Linked DNA regions of Mus musculus: region 1 is linked to region 2. The links are chromatin contacts, called in public promoter capture Hi-C maps. All regions are on one chromosome and are shown on one strand. The core of a region is the stretch at or near the end of the contact, and the rest is flanking DNA. Distances in the headings are between cores, read along the strand shown.

Region 1 (2,700 bases), core at 194-2,693, 360 kb before region 2:
TTTCTTTGTTCCTGTCTGCTTTACAAGGCCACATTGCTGGCTTTCTGGAAAACTTGTGAGACACATTCTATAACCAGAGAAAAGACTCCCCCAGGTAAGAAGGACAGTGTATAGGGGTGTGTGTGTGTGTGTGTGTGTGTGTGTGTGTGTGTGTGTGTGTAAGGGAATGATCATCCTTTGACCAACAACTTCTTATGTATATCTTGGCTAAGCTAATGCACACTCAGCCCTGCTCCCTTCCCTTTCAATCAGGCCTCTATTTAGGAACCCAAGACTTTGCCTAATGACTGTACCAGTGATGTTCTCGTTTTCTTATTGAGCCATGAAAGCGCTTTCTGATGCCATTCACAGTTCATATCTGCAATATGGTTGATTAAGGTACCCAAGAAGTTTGATTTAAAACAATATCAATAGCTAATTTGATCTCTCTCTCTCTCTCTCTCTCTCTCTCTCTCTCTCTCTCTCTGTGTGTGTGTGTGTGTGTGTGTGTGTGTGTGTGTGAAGGTCAATTGGCAATGTGCTTGCTGACCATGCACAAAATCTGGAGTTCAACCCTCCCTCTGCACTACATAAACAGAATGTGGTGGTACTCATTTAAACTCAGAAGATGGAATCAGGAAGTTCTGGGGTTCAATACTATTCCTCACTGCACTGTGCATCCAAGGCCACCCTGTGTTGCATAAGAGTTTGTCTCCAAAACAACAGCAACAACTAATTTGCATATTTTGTCAATATTCCTGTGTTGACGGCATTGCAATGGCAGTCTTCCTATATTTTAAGAGAAACAATGTTTTGTGAGTCCTTCTCCTCGTAGGAGATTGCTGTCTTTTTCTGGCAAATTGAACCATATCCTTTGGAGTCAGTGGGCAATCTAAAACTTTTTGACAATCCTCTTCCTTTCTGCATCCAAATAAATAAACAGAATATATGGCATCCCAGCCCAGGCTCAGGACAAGACATCCCATTTCATGCTTCAGCAATCTGACTAAGGAAAGAAATATAGATTTTTCTCCCAAATGCCTCTAGGTTATGAGGCAAGTTGATTAAGGCCTCCCTTTAAGCCCTGCCAGAGAAATAAATGGATGATAGAGTGTGTCTACCCTTAAAGAGACAGAGGTTATGTCTGATATTGACTGTCCTAATCAGTTTGACAAAAGGCACATTGCACACAGATGTGGCCCTCCTGCCCATGTTCTGGGCAGGAGAAATGAAAGCCATATGGATTTTAGTTTCCTGTTAGCCAAGAATAAATTGCATCATGTACTTCTTCCTCTTTACCACTCCAACTTGGATTCAATTTTCATGTAGACATGTCAGACACGTTTTAAAGGGGAGAGTTAATAATAAATTGATTTTTTTCTCTTATCATACTGAAACAGAGTCCTCCTGCCTGCCCTTCCCCTTTTCTACAACCAGTGACATAATATGAAGGGGAAAGGCTGAGCTGAGAGTCACCACTTGTAACATCCGTGTGGTTTTGGAGAGGTTATCCAGGAACAGGCAGGACTACCTTCTGAAGTTCCCTAAATGTGGTGATAGTTACACAGGCTTGTTTCCTCAAATTTTGAATAGGATATTACATCGAGTTAGGTAAAGCCAGTTTATTTATTTACCTATTTATCTGCTTATGTATTTATTAATAATTTTTAATCAGACATGTCAGTGCTTATCAAAAAAGAATTTAGTTGTCTGAAGCTGATGCAGACCTGGGCATACAGGTGGGGTGCGGTACATGATGTGTTATAGAGAGAGTTAAGAGCCCAGATGAATTGGAGCTCTGTTGTCTCCAACTGGGAACTCCCAAGTCATCTTGAATTTCCATATTTACTTGCATAAGTTTAGGCAGAGGATGAGGATTGGGCAGTTGAGTGAGCCAGGATGGAGGGTGTTCACCTCTGTAGTGCCTGGTGATCCATTTATCTTATGGTTTGGAAAGCAACTCGTACTTCTGACCCTGAGGAATAGGTAAACTTGTCTCTGATTTCTTTGAAGAGACTGGAATTCTTATCTAAGGCCGGTTGTTAATTTGAGACTTAAATCATTAAACTATTATATGCGTAATGTATTTTATCTTTCTTGCCTATTTTTTGGCTTAATTTTGTAGTCATTTAAACTTCGTGATTTGCAGTTAATTTTACCAGCAATAAACTCCAATTTCTTTCTACTCTATTACCTTTCTGTTTTTCCTAATGTTCTTTCTAATCAGATATACTGTATTCCAATCTATGGGTTTTTTCCCTCTCTATTTCTTTCTCTGTGATGAGTGTATGTGTATGTTTTCAAAATCACCACAAACCCAAGATTTTTTTTTCTGTTGTCTTGACAACTTGAATGTGTCAAGAGTTGTAAAACCAGGATGACAGCTGCTTGCCATATGTGGGAAATCTATAGCAAGAATTAATTTTGGTTTTTTTTTTCTTTTGAGCTAGCACGAATAAAGATATTTCTGCACTTCCTCCTCCAAGTGTCCACTAGCACAGTTTCTCCTTTTAGAAGAATAACTGAGGAAGGAAAAAGAAAACACTAGAGAGGAGGTATTTATAGACTATGAGACTGTTTGCTCTGCTTCGATCATTACAGAAATGTTATAATGTATATCGTTTTTAAGACCATGGTGCGGTTTAAGAAATTCTTATTCATTACTCCCAAGAGTTTTGCAGTTGATACTATACCTGTGGGAACTACTGATCAAAACACTTG
Region 2 (2,700 bases), core at 196-2,695:
CCTAAGAAGAGGTCCACTGAATTTAGTGGTCATTGTGCTTCTTATTGCCCCCCCCCCCCCCCCGAGACAGGACCATGTGTACTTCCGGTACCGGGGTGTTTGCTTTCAGAGGCTCCAGCTTGTATTTGCAGGATTTATGGAGACTTTATCTGTGCATCATGGAGGCTTACCGAGAGGTGGTGAGCTGGCTATTCCTGAGAGGTAACCCTGCAGAGACTGGTTTGTGTGCTGTGTGCCTTATCAAATTCCTGAGGACTTGAGGAGATAAGGATGCGGACAGGAAATTAAAACTGCTGACACCTTAGGCAATTGTGAATGGAGCTCAGATGCCTTTCAAGTTCTTGGGAATGCAAATGCAAGAAAGCCCAGCCCCTGGCTCTGGAGTTGGGTCTTCAGGCCGATTCCCAGGAAGCTGAGGTGGGCATCTCCCTCTCTGGCTTTGTAGATGTGTTTCTGAGGTTGTGTTTCTAGGGTAATGAGGCTCTGTCTCTCTGCTCTATAGTCCCTCACTTTTAGGCCAGAGAACTTTCAGTAGGGTTCACAGTCAGTGAGCGAGGTGCAGCCGCCATGGTTGCTTCTTTCCTTTTCCTCTAACGAAGCATCATTGAGAAGACAGATTCTTGCATAGCTAGTCTAGAAGCTGACGGCTGAAAAACATTTTAAAAGCCCTTGTCAAATTAGTATGATGACTAAGGTAACTGTCTTTTACTTAATCAAATTATTTTATACACTTATGGTTAGTCATAATGACAAATTCCCTGCTATTTGCATAATTACTCTATAGCCCCAGGTAGTAAAAAAAAAAATCACTCTGACCTTATTCCTTATAGCTTGGTTTAAAATATCTAACTTATACTCCTTAAGAAAAAAGATGTATTTATGAGAGTTCTCTTCACCTATGTTTGCAGACACACCTTTGCTTTTTGGGGGGGGGGGGGTACTATGGAGAGGTAATCTAAGTGGATTATTGTACAGAGGGCAAGAGTTCTTTCCTGAGTTCTGTTAAGTCTGCTCTCCATCCACCCCACCCCCGCCCCCTGTTAAACGTTAATACCTTAGAGACAGCGTCCAGAGGCCTGGCAATGTGGGGTGTCTGTTCTGGTCTGTTTTGGTTCCTCCCACCTGCTGCTGGAAGGGCATCTTCCCAGGTCAGGTTTCCTGAGGTTTCTCTTGCATGGTCCGTGAATGAACTGAGCAGGCATTGTTGCAGCTGGAAGCTCTCTGGATTGGGATCTGATGGCAGACTACGGGTGGGGGGCTCTGTTCGGCTCTCTGGGTCTTGTTTACTCAGCAGTGTGGCCAGGGGTTGTGTGAGTGTGATGCTGGGGAAACATGGAGATGGAGGCTCACACATCCAGACAGGTTTCCCAGGAGGTATGGGTTAATCATCACACTCCCATGAAGAGTCATGGTATTGACCTTTCCTTCACTCCTGCTTTGCATAGGTACTCATGGTCTGCGCATGGATGCCTGCTTATATTATTTGCATACATATCTGGCCAATTCTGAATACCACATACTTCCTTTTTTTTTTTTTTTTTTTTTTGGAAAGAAACACTACAATGATGATTTTGTAGATTTCTTTAGTTTTTTTTTTTTTCCAGTTGTGCTGAGGATTGAACTCAGAACCTTGCAGAGACTGAGCAAGTGCTCTGTCACCAAGCTATATTCCTTAATGATAATTTTGAGTGTATGTCTTCAAATGGACTCTAGGCTCTCCCGAGACTACTTGGCTGTATCTTTATTGCCTCTCGGAAGTGCTTTTGGTAGTGTGTGCCTCAGAGAGATAACCTTGCTTCCTGCCCCTGTTCGTTTTGTTTCAACTTTCTACTTCTTTATCTACAGAAGAGTAATTATTGAACTCGATTCATAGGGTAAGTGAGTTTAATGTGTTTCAGAGACACATGTATTTAAGGCAGCCTGTCTTAAATGTTCATGTGTTAGCATGGGAGAGATTGCTTGTCAATGATTAAAACCCGGAGTTAAGTGATTAAAAGTCCAAGGTAGAGAATGACATGTGTTTGACAGTGGAGGTTCGTTGGATGATTATCACTGGAATGCCTGAGATTCATTCCTGTGTCTGTCCCTTTTGGTGTCTCTGGCCCTTAGGCCCATGACTTTACCCCTTTCTTCCTTGCTTTTTTGTCCTTTAAAATGAAGAGGGTTGTGACCCCTGTGGTAACTGAGGAGTCACGGCCCCAGGTCTGGAGAGCACTTTGAACTCCATCTGGAGCGTCATAAATACCCAAGAAAGCCTTGCCATTCCTATTAACATGGCTCTGCATACTTCCTGAGAAAATAATGGTATTGTAGTGCCAACTACTGAACAATAAAATTACTTCAGTCAGGTTCTGGCTTTAGTCTAGTGAGATACAGACATAGGAAGCTTAGACTTCTGAATAAACACTTGTGTTTGGGAGAAAAAAAAAAGATGGGTTTGAAAATATGAAGTAAGTTAAACCCTGGTTACTAATTCTTCTACTTGCTTATTGCAACAATTCATTTTAAATTGAAGATTCTCAATGAGCTGTGTGTGTGTGTCTGTGTATGTCTGTGGTGTCCATAGGGAAGCCATAGCAGTAGTCCTTGATGTATGTCCTGTTATGGGCCATGATACTACAAGTTGGAAAAGCTGATGGTTGGGAGGGACAAGGGTACTGCTGGTCTCACACTGGGCAGTGCTTCCTGTCACTCCAGTAC

The links. Promoter capture Hi-C pulls out the DNA fragments that hold promoters and counts their contacts.
Region 1: a contact with region 2 is called in a promoter capture Hi-C map of the HPC-7 cell line, with 4 times the contacts expected there. The contact joins two enhancer-like sites. A contact is called at or near these places in 8 of 39 promoter capture datasets (the HPC-7 cell line, HPC-7-derived erythroid cells, cranial neural crest and 4 more), 2 of 484 Hi-C or Micro-C datasets (LSK cells and cortical neurons) and 8 of 115 datasets of contacts at active chromatin or transcription factors (astrocytes, bone marrow-derived macrophages, cardiomyocytes and 4 more).

What each region holds. Positions count from the first base shown.
Region 1 is chr7:74,907,239-74,909,938 of GRCm38.p6, reverse strand. No RefSeq gene overlaps it. Among named protein-coding and RNA genes, the nearest start is that of 0610006L08Rik, 55 kb to the right of the region's middle. Within about 2 kb of position 1,443, at least 19 of the 459 cell types and tissues checked have an H3K27ac peak or open chromatin away from gene starts, as enhancers often do. A contact at or near this core is called in the HPC-7 cell line, where this site is marked.
Region 2 is chr7:74,548,301-74,551,000 of GRCm38.p6, reverse strand. All of the region lies in intron 1 of Slco3a1 (solute carrier organic anion transporter family, member 3a1), which reads left to right. Among named protein-coding and RNA genes, the nearest start is that of Slco3a1, 5.1 kb to the left of the region's middle. Within about 2 kb of position 1,445, at least 13 of the 459 cell types and tissues checked have an H3K27ac peak or open chromatin away from gene starts, as enhancers often do. A contact at or near this core is called in the HPC-7 cell line, where this site is marked.